Linked DNA regions of Rattus norvegicus: region 1 is linked to region 2. A link is a contact called in public Hi-C data. All regions are on one chromosome and are shown on one strand. Each heading gives the region's core, a stretch centred on a gene start, on an enhancer-like site or on the middle of the called end of the contact. The rest is flanking DNA. Distances are from core to core; before and after follow the strand shown.

Evidence for each region. Hi-C and Micro-C count contacts between places; a contact is called where the count stands out from the background.
Region 1: a Hi-C map of liver shows a contact between it and region 2, with 2.1 times the contacts expected there. The contact joins two enhancer-like sites. A contact is called at or near these places in 4 of 12 Hi-C or Micro-C datasets (kidney and liver).

The regions. Positions count from the first base shown.
Region 1 is chr2:224,973,292-224,980,490 of GRCr8, forward strand. No RefSeq gene overlaps it. Among named protein-coding and RNA genes, the nearest start is that of Rpl10l4, 190 kb to the left of the region's middle. Within about 2 kb of position 4,045, at least 1 of the 93 cell types and tissues checked has an H3K27ac peak or open chromatin away from gene starts, as enhancers often do. A contact at or near this core is called in liver, where this site is marked.
Region 2 is chr2:224,915,093-224,921,809 of GRCr8, forward strand. No RefSeq gene overlaps it. Among named protein-coding and RNA genes, the nearest start is that of Rpl10l4, 130 kb to the left of the region's middle. Within about 2 kb of position 2,864, at least 3 of the 93 cell types and tissues checked have an H3K27ac peak or open chromatin away from gene starts, as enhancers often do. A contact at or near this core is called in liver, where this site is marked.

The DNA of each region.
Region 1 (7,199 bases), core at 2,795-5,294, 59 kb after region 2:
TGTTGAATTTTCCTTCCTTTGAGGAGGTGTGGCCTCAGTGCTTGGTTGGAAAAACAAAAAGTAGCCAGAAGACTAAAATAATAGCTCAGTCAGCCTGGATCTTAGGCACGTTAGGGAGAAGGCAGTCTTAACAGACAGCCATGTTGTCAGTTGAGTCTTTGGAGGAAGTGGTGGAATTTAGATATCCCAATTAGGGATGAGAACTCTGTAATCTCTTATTATTTTCAGGTTGACTAGTTATGGGTCTCTGTGTTAATCACAAGTTATGGTAGGATGAAGTTTCTCATATGAAGGTTGAGAGATACATTAATGAATAGTATAATGATAAATCTTTAGGAGTTGCTTTAAAAATCCATTACCCAAAAAGAACCAGAGTCTTATCTGTATCTTTCATGAGATGCTTTAAGAATAAAATGCATACATTCTTTTATTAATTACATGTGAAAGTGCTTGACACCTATAGGATTCCCTTCCTCTATCAATATCACCACTGGCTCATAGAAGAAATCATTGAATCAGAAAGAAATCAGATTAGGATGTCGTTAGACATGTACTAACAAGAAAGGCCAGTAGGAAGAGCTAGAAGTATCCAGCAGTATCAGCCTTCCTGTTCACCTGAGTCAACGACAGCTGTGTGCTTCCACTTTAAGAAATATTAGAAAACTGACAGTTTTGTTGTGCTAGTTTTTTATTCTTTCTTGGCTCACATCTCACTCTTCAGCATGGCCCTTAGTCACAAAGTAAAAAAAGCCTTTTACCTTTGTTCAGTCGTAAAGTCATGGGAAAGAGTCCATTAGAGTGTCAAGTGTGCTAATCATCGAATGGGGAGGTACTGGCCCATTTCAAAGACGAAGCAGTAAGTTCACAATCTAATTAATGCGAATTAATGTTGTTTATATTTTACCTCCTAGCAATCACTTACAAATATTAATAGTATTTATGCTACTGAAGGGGAGATAATGAACAAAGCTAGGTTAACTTGTGGAAACTCTGTCAATAATGGAAAGTTTAAGAGATGTTTAATTTGATTTAATTTCAATAAATGTATTTCTCATGACAAACTATATAATTTTTAACATGTATTATGAGGGAAAGTACAAGATACATACGTGTGTGTGTGTGTGTGTGTGTGTGTGTATGTATGTGTGTGTGTGTGTATTTCTGCTGTGCATATTTTAATGAAGTTAGACACAGAAACTCACTGGCTAGCAAGAAATTGAAATTTTAAAATGGAAATCCAGGCATTGAGATTCCTAGAATTTCTGAAACTTTATCTTTCATCTTTTCCTCCATCTGCCTGTCAACATGACTTCCTGAAGTAAGTAATCTGGAAGAAATATTTTAGGGAAAAATTGTGGGGATTTGCTTTTTCCCCCCACCCTAATAAATGCTAGTCTTAGGCATTCTCTTTTGTTTTGTTTTTTGTTTTGTTAAGAATCTCTGTTCAGCTTTAAAAGCCAAAAGAAAGATGGAAATGAATATCCAAAGATGTAATTTAAAATGCAAATGTAGATTCTTTAGGAAAACAGTGAAGTCTGTTTGTAGGTTTTTTTTTCATGGTGACTCAGTTGCCAATATTGTTGGTACCTTACTCCTGTTAGAAAAGCCCAGACTGCCCATGGCCACAATGTTCTTCATGCCCTCTCTGAGAAAACAGGCTTATTTAAAAAAAAAAACCAAACCAACCAACCAAACAAACAAACAAACATAAAAACCATATAAACAAACGAAACCAAAAAACCTAACCTCAGTCACAGAAATCAACAGGTACTTAACTCACACAGCAGTATGGAGAAAAGCCACCATGTATAAGAACATGCTTCTTAGTTCCCGAGAAAACCCCAGAGTAATAATAGTCGTTGCATATTTAAAAGTTCAGGTTTCAAAAAACAAAGCAAAACAAAACAAAAGCAACAGCAACAACAACAAAGCAAGCCCTCAATAAGAGATACCATTTATGTATCCCTTTATTGCTTTTCAGGTACCAGGCTGCATTTATGCTTTGTCATTCGATTTTTTAGGGGATCAATTATACATGGAGAATTAGAGGTTCCTTTTGCTTTTGTCTCTGTTGTAACTGGATAGTATGAAGATTGTGTTTTCTGTTGAGACAGAAAAAGACTGGAGTAGAGTCTGGTCACCCTGAGTCATTTTTGGACGTGAATTTTCACTCTCTCCCTTTTGTACAAGTGAATGTATGTTATAAAAGTTGGTATTTTGTTGCATAAAGAGCAGGTATGTGCATAGGAATGCTTGCTCAAAATATTGCCGAATGTACAAGCAAGTCACAGTGGGTTTACCAAATAGCATACCCACTAAAGAAAGCTTACATCCCAAAGTTAGAATTTGGAGTATTTTAAATAGCTTTAGATCTTAAGTGTCATCATTCTCCATTAAACATGCTAATTATGACCATGGAATTCAGATAATGGTGTTCTGTCAGTTCTTCATGCCTTTGCATGGGGATTACCACTAGGTTAAAATATGGTTGACTAGAAGCATAGGGGGTTTGAGAACAAAAATCTGGATAAACCCAGGATACCGTGTTGCCCCAGGTATCCAGCCAGAAGCTAAACCACAGGGCATGTAGACCCTCCAGAAAGGGAGGAACAAGCTGTCTAGTGGAGCCTTTTATAGCCTCAGAGTTGGGGACTACCTGTTGAATTACATTGCTTTGAACCTGTCTGTTATCTTTGCTGAGTGCATTGTGTCGGCTACCTGCGTACTTTAAGATGTAGGATGGCATCCCTCACTCAACAGATCCCATCCTCCTGTCTGCAGAGGTGGGGTGTTTGCGGAGACAAGATGGCGAGTATGTGGAACTGGAAGGAAGGGAACATGAATTTCCTTCTGGACTTGATGAAAAATACCACCGAGACCAAGTGAAGACCACATTTTAGAATTGTTTCATTCATATCCATGCTTCACACAGGAGCTGTAATATTTTACCTAAAGAGTCAAACACTTCTGAGCTTCCTCACGCAGAACAGATTTATTTTCTTCACAACTGTTTGCTTTTAATTTTAATTTTTAATCCAATGTTTTTCTTTGGAAAGAAAGAGATTGAACTTTGAATTCACTTCCTTAGAGGTTGCATAGAAAATATCACCTTGATTGTATCACTCAATATATTTTTCTTTTAGTAATTATTTGTAATTATTTTTAAAAATAAAGACTAGTGTATTCCTTTGTTGCCCTTTATGCAAGGGAGGATACGCTTTTAATTAGTTATTGATTGATTAACATTTGTCTTTTGAGATAGTATCTTAAATATAGCCCAAGGTAGCCAGGTTTGTCTCAAACTAGTGTTTCTCCTCGACCACAAACTTGTTCCTTTTTTATTTATGAAATATGACATGCATAATACAAAATACACCATATTGAAACAAAAAGATTGGAGGGGGAAGAGGAGTCACCTCAATCAGAACTACAATGATCAGGAGGGGTCGAGCTCACTTTGTTTAATCTTTGTCTGTCAATGTTCTGCTTTAGCAGTTCCCACCTTTCTCAGACGAGCAAATGTTTTACTTGGGCCCACCCAAACTGAACCTTATTCACCATTCTTCTTGTCACCAGCTATTGTCACTTCAAACGAGTCTGGCAGGCTCAGTGGCAAAAGAAAAAGAGATTAGTCTTGTTCTTAGCATTTACTGTGGTTGTATATTAAAAAAGAAAACAATATCTTTTTCTTTACTATAAGCTAAAGAAGTCTTTATTCAAAGGATATAGCAGCCCTTGCTCTGGCAGCCCACACACTAATGTTAAAGGAATGGAGAGAAGATTAGATGGCCCTTGTGAAGGGTGGCGTGCAAAGTCAGTGATAAATACGAAGTCTTAGATTCCATTTATGGGAGCTCCCCCATGCTGCCTCTATGGAAAGACTATCTTAGTAATCATACTACTGCCTCTGCTCTCACTGAGTGTGATTACCATGGTATGACTGTTAAGAGACTGCTAGGAACCCCAAACACTAACTCCCTGTCCCTTGGCAGCTCTGTAGTAGCCACACCACGTTGTTAGAGTTTACAGAAGTTCATTTAGCTGATGAAGAGCACACAGACGGTGAGTTAGAACTGTGACCCAGATTGCCCCATGGGCGTGAGCTGCAGATTTGGCTGTAGATCCCAAATAACTTGTCTGTACTTTGGATTTTTTTTTCTCCATATAGAAGAGATGTTTCTGGTTAGTCTGATAGTTCATGCTGCATTAAAGACTATGTTAAAAACTGTTATTGGTGCTGAATGAACAAAAATTTAACTGAGTTTTAGGGAAGTAATTAAGTAATTATCAACTTCAGTCACCCTTTTGAGCATGAGACCGTAGGCAAGTGAATTTAAAAGGACCTACCAGAGGTCTTTACAATCTACATGATTGTATTGAGATTTCTGGGTAAGGTCGATTCTAGAGGATGCTTCTGTGGAGGTGGGGAAAAGAGACTTATCCCACAGGAAAAGCTTGGGTAGAAGTTAAAGGTTACCAGAAGAGAGGGGTTGTGGAGCCATGCCACCAAACAGAGAAGGAAGCCAAACCCAGCCTCAGGTGTTCAGCTTGTTAATGGGAGGAGAGACACAGTTATCAACTGAAGATTAGCAGTTCTAACCTCAGAATAAGCCTGGGTACTGGGAAGCTTTGATTTCTCTGGCTGATGGATCATGGGTGCAGAGAAATCAATCCCATTTACAGGCCATATTGAGGGAGAGTATTGTTAAAAACTGAACTATTCCAAGTACCTAGATCAGGAAACATCCACAGTTCAAGAACCCTCAACCTAGAGAGGCAATCCTACAATTGCTTCTACAAAGTCAGACAGTCTGGATCCTGATTGACTGAAAGGTTATATCTTGGGATGTGCAAAGAGAAAGATAGCCTCACGCTGGGTGATGTCTAGAAACAGGTATCATCAACTGAGAGTTACCCTCATGACATTGTCAAGATGTCAACAGTACAAACTGAATAAACAATAGCAAAATCTATAAGGGAAAATGCCACCTCACTTATGAACAGAAGCATTGGAATAGTCTACAGTCACTCATCAGCAGCTTTCGAAGCCAAGAATGCATGGAAAGCCAGTTGTTGCTGACCAAGTTCTATGTCCTGCAATGCTATTTTTTTTAAAATTGATGTAGAAGCGAAAACATTTAAAGAGCAGCACAAACTAAAGCAGTTCATTACCCCAAGCCAGCACTGCAGAAGGTGCTTCAAGGGCTACTATACAAAGGAATGAAAAATATCTCAATCACCAGAGCACAGGAAATAATAAATTTGAAGAGTTGAATAAAAGAGAGCAAGGAAGGAATCCATCATATCTAACAAGATCATCCAGAAAACTCCTAAAAATAAAGTTACAATGAACAAAAAATCCAACTAATCCTAAAAACTAACAGAATTATAGGAATTAATGAAAATATTTCAATAATAACACCAAGTGTAAATGATTTCAACTCTCCAGTAAAGAGACACAGACTAGTGAAGTGGATTAAAATCTAGTTTAAAGAAAATATTTTACCAGTAAAGACACCTACAGCCCAAGTGCTAAAAGATGGAAAATAATATAGAAAGTGAACAGAAATCGAAAACAAGGTGCTGTGGAAGGTATTGCGATAGTTAACAAGGTAGACTTCAACCAAAATTAGCCAGAAGAGGTAAAGAAGCCTGTTGCATATAAACAGATGCAACCTTTGAAGATGCCATACCAAGTATAAATATCTGTCTACCAAACACTGGGACATTCAGTTTCTTCAACCAAACACTGACAACAAAGACAGGATAGGTTCTGATATAAAAATAGTGGGTGATTTCCTTACTCTCCCCTATATAAAAAAACAACAGCAACAAGGCTTTAAAGCTTAAACTGTGTCGCAGATAGAATGGACTTAGCAAACATCTACAGAAGACTCTATATCAACAGAATACACATTCTCAGAAGCCCATGGAACTTTCTTTAACATAGACAATATTCTAGGTCCTGGACAAAACACAAGATAATTCTTTGGCCTGATGTTAAACATGGAGTAGATATATAGGGTACTGAACTTTTTTATGACATCATGGCTTTATAGTTGATCACAATGGAGTAACACCTAAAACAGATAGCAAGAAAAACTACAGGAACTAAAGAATACATGGAGAATGAAAAACAACAACAACAACAAAACCCCCAGCAGTTGTTGATAGTATCAGAAGTTTAAAACATTTTTAAAATTAAATGAAAATGGAAACAGAAACTACCCGAACCATCTGATACAGCTAGAATGGTTTATGTTTATGGATCTGTGTGTCTAAATGATCAGAAAGATCTCAAGTGAATAACATGATGCACCCCAAGGTCCTACAAAAGGACAATCCAAACCTAAAGCATCAGATGCTAAGAAATAAGAGAGGTCAGGAAGGAATTTAAAGGCATGCAGCTTCTGGAAGGACCAATTAAAGGGAACCCAGTCCATAGAGAAGAACCTTCATCCCCTGTGCTTTCTGTCTCTTGTCAACATGAGGATGGAAATACCAGCAAGAGGTTCTGGACTGTGTCCAGAGCTCTGAATGTGGAAGGCCTGATGTTAAACATGGAGTAGAAATATAGGGGACTGAACTTTTTTATGACATCATGGCTTTATAGTTGACCATAGTTTATTTCTAGATTTCTATTACAATGAGAATGTTAAAAAAAATAGAAAACATCAATATGATCAATAGGGTAAGATTAATCATAGTTTATACAGTATAATTTATCTTCAGTTAATCCACAAAGCATTTCATTAATAATTGATTTCATTTATATATTTGCATATTAAGGTAGATAATTAGATTTTGATTCAACATAAGGTCTGCTTTGATTATGTCATATATTGTACATATAAATTAAGAAGTGTATTTTAGTATACTTACTGACTTCAATGTAGGGAACATATAAACACTGAATCATATCTATCACATGGTATTTACATTATGAGCAATATAAAATATCATCGTTTATTTATGAACTCTGTATAATAAACTTGGTAAGTGGTCTCTCTCAATATCTATTTGAGTACATGTACTACATCCAGATATCATCTGTGAATGCTACTTTTGTTTAAGGACAGTAAGTTTATATTTAAGTAATATAAAAATAGAGGTGCCATGATTTTCCTTTGTTATTAAAAGGACAGAATGAATTATTTTGTTTTAAAAAAGGACTTATTTGGAACTGAATGTGTACCTCA
Region 2 (6,717 bases), core at 1,614-4,113:
AGTGTACGAAAACATACAGTCAGAATAATGAAACCTCTTCTCTTTTCCCTGCCTCCTCTATTATCTGAGCAGCCAGGCTACAGAAATGATCCATTTGGGCACTGCTCAAGAAACTGTATCAATGTTGATTACTTCCGGCAAGACTTTTGAAACAAAACATAGGCGTTATTTTATTCTGTCGTGGGCTTTTAGTGCATATTCATCACTACATAATATGAGATTTGAAGTTGTTTCAAATGTTTTCATGTCCCAGGGCTTTTTGTGAAAATGAGCTATTTTATGGTCCCTTCTTAAAGTCCAGTGATGGAGTGCAAAGAGACTGCTCTTTGTATTATTTCTGTAAATTCATGGACCTTTATTTCACTGCCTCCTAGAGAGCAGCACCCTCCTCTTAGCGCATCTGAGAGTGATTAAAGGACAAGACTGAAGATATTAAAGACGCTTACGTATGTCTGGTGGTTGACGGTCTCCCAGGCCAGCATGATGGATAGCAAAAGCAAATCGCATAAGAAAATCCCTGTCTAAATTGCATCTTCTTAGAGTAACTATAACAATGCATTTCCTTTGAATTCTAAAGTAATCCCTGAGCTCACTTCTTACCCCACTCAATTTCTGATTAAGTATCAAAGTCTATATAAGGAAACAGCTTGTTTGTTTCCCTTTTGTTTTTGCTGTTTAGCCCAGGCTGGCCCCGGAGCTTGCAGTAATCTTCTGGCTTCTGCCTCCCAAGTGTTGGAATTACAGATGTGCAACATCATACCCAGCTTGACAGAGGCAATCCCAAAGCAGGCAGAAGGGATCTTAGGGGTATTTGATGAAAAGATGTCTACATGACTTGACTTAAAATTGGAACATAAGTGTTAAATTGTTCCTCGCTACAGTGGAGGACAAAATATGAGGAGAGATGCTGGATGAAGAAGTAGAGAAGGCAGGCAGACTAGATGACCAGAGCTTTGATATCCTATCTTAACAACAAGCCCAAGTTTACTGGCTGAGAAAGATGGACAGATGTGAAAGAAATCAGAAACCAGCATTACTTTTGGTGTGGGAAGTTGTATTGGTTTAGTTTTCTGTCATCTTGAGACAAACCTGGAAAACAAAATATCAGCTGAGCCACTGCCTCCGTCACACTGATTGGTGGGGGCAATTGCTTTTGCAACCCCATAAGAATAATACCAGCCAACCAGAGCTCCCAGGGACTAAACCACAATCCAAAAAGTACACATGGAGTGAGTGACTCATGGCTCCAGCTGCATATATAGCAGAGGATGGTCTTGTTGGGCACCAATGTGAGGAGAAGCACTTGGTACTGCCAAGACTGAACCCCCCCAGTGTAGGGGAATGTCAGAGTGAGAAGGCCAGAAGGGGTGGGTGGATGGGTGGGGGAACACCCTCATAGAAGAATGGGGAGGTGGTGGGATAAGGGGTTTATGGACAGGAAACTGGGAAAGGGGATAAATTTGAAATGTAAATAAAAATATCCAATAAAAAACAAGCAAATAAGAAAACAAATAAAAAAGTAAACATACTTAACGTGTATGGGTTTTTGTCTGTATGTATGTGTGTGCACCACATGCATGCATTTCCCACAGAGGCCAGAAGAGGGTGGTGAATCCCCTGGAACTCCAGTGACAGATGGCTGTGAGCCACTGTGTGGGTGCTGGGAATCAAACCTGAGTCGTCTGCAAGAGAAGCCAGTGCTCTTAACTTCAGAGTCATCTCTCCAGTAGGCAGCATTCCTCCATGGGCTCTGCTTCAGTTTCTGTCTCTAGATTCCTGCTTGCATCCCTAGCCTGATGCTCTGTGGCCTGCAAGTGCAATTCACGTAAACTCTTTTCTCCCTTGGGTTATTGTGGGTCATGGTGTTTGTCACAGCAGCAGCAACAACAACAACAAAACCAACTGTGACAGTGGCCAAGAAGGACACTTCTATTCTTACGCACAATCCACCTTTCTAAAAGCCCATGCCTTCTGATTTAATGCTGGACACTTGCTGTTAAACAGTGAAGTAGCTTCAAGTGCTTGAAGGTATTTTTTTTTCAGGTAAGTAATGAATGAATATAGACACCAACAGAGATGATGGCATACCTAATAAGGTATAGAAATCGACACCGTGAGTAAACATAACAGGATAACCTAAGATAGAATGTTTTCTGTTAAAGAGATGACAGGAGGTGAAATGATATAGCAGAATCCCTTGCTCAAATATTATTTTTAACATTAAAATTTTTATAAAATTTAGGTAGAAGTTATAAACCTGGACAATTCTTCTAAAGAAGAGTAAATAAAATGCCAGTTTTCTATTAAATTATATCACGTGGGGATAGGGAGATGGCACAGAACCATGAACTTTGTTCAGCTGAGCACCTAACAGCATCTGATGTTGACTCTCTTCTAAGCAGAGGAGGTGGTGAGAAAGAAAAGACAGACCCAGAGGAGAGAGTATAAAGGGTAGAGTTGGTGCCCTGAGAACACAACAGAGACCAAAGGATGGTTCATAGTTATCTCTTCTTTCAGCTTCAGGGATTGTCACTTCACTTGGGTCATGGGTGCTTCACTTATATTTGGGGTGCTGAGGGAGGAGCTTGATAACTAGATCTGAATGCTACCATACACCAAATATGAGCCAGTAATTTGGCAATGTCCATAGCCTATAGTAGTATGTGCCCCTCCTAGGTTCAGACCATGAAACCTACTCAACTGAAGTTCTGGCTTGCAAGACTATTTCTCTTTGTCTGAGCAAGCCCAAGTTAGAAGAACTCATGGAAGCTTATTTCCAACTTAGCTACGCTGTCATGCTACCGTTTCACCACACAAAGTTTAAGCAATAGCTAGGGTCACACATTTAATAAGTTACACCGAGCTCTACCTAATAGCAAACCTGGGTTATAGTTAACCACAGTGCAAAGGGCTTTATTGCCTTTAATTCATAGGTCAAGAGAGTGTACTCAGGAAGTAATTAATTCATCAGCAATAATTCGAGAATATTCTTATTGCTGGGCATTAGATAAGAAAGAAACCACACCCCATTCATTTTACTCTGAGAGAAAATTTTAGAAAGTGAAAAGGAAAAGAGAGAAGATAGTCATTAGGGAAGCTCCTTGGAGGAGGCTGGGGGAGAGCAGAGGCAGTTATGAGGAGATAGCTCTGCCCACGCTCTGGTGTCTACAGTGGTGAGCAATGGGCTAACCTTGTTTCCTCTTGCTTCTGGTGTGGATGGGAGTTCGTTTCAGAAGGAAAGGAATGGGGGTGGAGAGATGGCTCAGGGGTTAAGAGCACTAGCTGCTCTTCCAGAGGTCCTGAGTTCAATTCCCAGCAACCACATGGTGGCTCACAATTATCTGCAATGGGATCCAGTGCCCTCTTCTGGTCTGCAGGCATGCGTGCAGGCAGAACACTACGCATAATACAGAAGGAAAGGCATGTTCATGCTGGTTCCATTTGGGACTCATCCTTGGGTATTGACCTATGCTGTTCTGCCATAGCTCACTGCCTATTAAGAACTCATTTATTTGTTCATCCCAGAGCTGGAGCTTGTTATGCTCCACTTGGAATGCCACAGAGAAATAATATGAACTGAAGATTCTAAACAAGAGAAATTTACTTCTTACTGTTCGGGAGGCAAGCTGGAGAGCAGCGTGCTGGCAGATTTAGTAGCCCACGAAAGTCTATATAGTAGACTTTTCATACAAAGTACCTTCTAACTGAGTGTCACTTGGTAAAAGGCGCTAGCTGTCTGTTCAAAATTTCACTGACATATTTATTTTCTGTTTCTTGAGACCGAGACTTGGGGCTTGTACATGGAAGGCAGGTGGCCCTACCACCAAGCTACAAGTCCCAGTCTTATAGTCCTCATAAGAAGGGTGCTACCTTCACGAACTATTTGCTCCCCTGACCTCTCCTAATACCATCCTCATGTAGGTTTAGTATTTTGACATGCGAGTCTTGCGAAAATAGACAACCAGCTCATATTAGAGCCCTAAAACTTGGGATGCACACACTGTGGTAGTTCTGAGGGAGGTCAGCACTTCGTTCACGCCAGTATTTTCTGTGAAAATAATAATCTGGAGCAAATTCTTCCCGAAGTGTTACGGCTATGTGGGAGTCTCAGTTCCTACATTGTTATTCAGCAGAGACACCAAATGAATGCATAAGAAATGTGGCACTTGCTCGCTTCAATTATTTGCATAGAAAGTGAGACCATTTTAAAAATTAGGACCATTATGTAGTGACCTCTTTTAAAGTATTTTATAAGTTTTAAATTCTATACCAACAATTCAATGGATCGAATTTTAATTCTCAACACTTTGAGTTATGGGAGGAATGTTTTATGCCACAAGGCAGCAGGGCATTTCTTTTATTGCTCTTTAGTGTTGAAACATGCGTTGTTAATTAACCTTGTTTCTCTCCTAACACAACTTCATGTGATTTTCATCCGTCCAGGGGGGTTTCCCCAGTTTTCATCACTTTCTTCTATCTAAGAATGGAGTTGGTATTTTCAATGTTATTATCTTACTACCATAAAGGTATATGGTAAGTTTTAGGAAGAAAGTAGTTTAAGTATATTAGTAAAATTATCTCCACTAAGAGTTATGTGGCCAATATAGTTATATGCTCTGTATGCTTCACTCAGCAGTTCAGATATCTACTATTTTCTGCCACTGGTCAGTCAGAAATTAAATGGCACTTTGCTTTGGCTTATTGTGATTGCAGTGGACATTTTCATGGAGGGATGTGCAGTGAACTCAGACCAGGGATCTGCATAGTATCACAGAGCTCTGCTATGGCGCTCAGTTGTCTCATCAATGCACCGAAAACACTGACATTTCCTTCATCTTCTAGTTCCCACATTGTCTACTTCTGGAAGAAAGCATCTCTTTCATTTGAAAGAGGAGACTTTTCCTTCAGTCTCTGCTCCACACTTTGTCTCCATAATTCCTCCTGAGAGTATTTTGTTCCTTCTTCTAAGAACTGAAGTATCCACACTTTGATCTTCCTTTTTCTTGAGCTTCATGTGGTCTGTAAACAGTATCTTGGGTATTCTGAGCTTTTGGGCTAATGTATGTCCACATAGCATGCATGTTCTTTTGTGATTGTGTTACCTCACACAGGATGATACTTTCTAATTCCACCCATTTGCCTAAGAATTCCATAAAGTCATTGTTTTTGATAGCTGAGTAGAACTGCATTGTGTAGATGTACCACATTTCCTGTATCCATTCCTCTGTGGAAGGACATCTAGATTCTTTCCAGCTTCTGGCTATTATAAATAAGGCTGCTATGAACATAGTGGAGCACGTGTCTTTGTTATATGTTGGAGCATCTTTTGGGTATATGCCCAAAAGAGGTATAGCTAGGTCCTCAGGTAGTTCAATGTCCAATTTTCTGAGGAAACTCCAGACTGATTTCCAGAATGGTTGTACCAGTTTGCAGTCCCACCAGCAATGGAGGAGTGTTCCTTTTTCTCCATATCCTCGCCATCATCTGCTGTCACCTGAGTTTTTGATCTTAGCCACTCTGATGTGAGGTGGAATCTTAGGGTTGTTTTGATTTGCATTTCCCTGATGACTAAAGGCTATCCAGAGACTGCCCCATCTGGGTATCTATCCCATATACAGTCACCAACCCAGACACTATTGCAGATGCCAAGAAGTGCATGCTGATAGGAGTCTGACAGAACTGTCTCCTGAGAGGCTTTGCCAGAATCTGACAAACACAGAGGCTGTCAACCAATTGACTGAGAATGAGGTCATCAATGGAGTAGTTAGAGAAGGGACTGAAGGAGCTGAAGGAGTTTGCAACCCCACAGGAAGAGTAACAATATCAACCAACCAGTCCTCCCCGCCCCCGGAGGTCACAGGGACTAAACCACCAACCAAAGAGTACACATGGGTTGACCCATGGCTCCAGCCGCATATGTAGCAGAAGATGTCCTTGTCGGGGTTCAATGGGAGGAGAGACCCTTGGTCATGTGAAGACTCAATGTCCCAGTGTAGGGGAATGCGAGGGCAGGGAGGTGGGAGGGAGTGGGTGGGTGGGTGAGGGGGCACCATCATAGAAGCAGAGGGAAGGGATATCGGGGAGGGGGTTTCCAGATAACATTTGAAATGTGAATAAAGAAAATATCCAAAAAAGAATTAAATAAAAAAAAAACAGAAGAAAGAAAGAAAGGAATAAAGAGGAAGGCCAAAGGCACACACAGAAATAGCTCACCAGAAAGCATTAGAAGGGAGACCAGCTTAAGGGAGTCACATCCTTGGCAAGATACCTAGTCTGCAAATTATTTGAAGTTCCATAATTGTGTGTGTGTGTGTGTGTGTGTGTGTGTGTGTGTGTGTGTGTTTGAACACCAAAGTCAAGTTTAGTTTGGAAGGCGGTGTCTACCTCTGTCTGAGAAGTAACCTTTGGACATAGGAAATTCTGAGAAGCCAGAGTCTGTTAAGTTTGGAATAGTTCTTTGAAATTACACGGTAGACATTGAAAGAAACAGTTTATGTACACACACACACACACATATTCCTAAGAGCATAAACACAACATGATCAGTTCATATAATGTCATTTGTACATTGGTTTTGTAGCAATTAATGAGAAGAGAGACCATGAATTTGAGAGTAAGGATCAGTTGATGGGAAGGTTTGGAAGGAGGAAAGGGAGAAGTGACATAATTATATTACACTCTCAAAAAATTAAAACAAATAATTAAAGGAAAACTCTT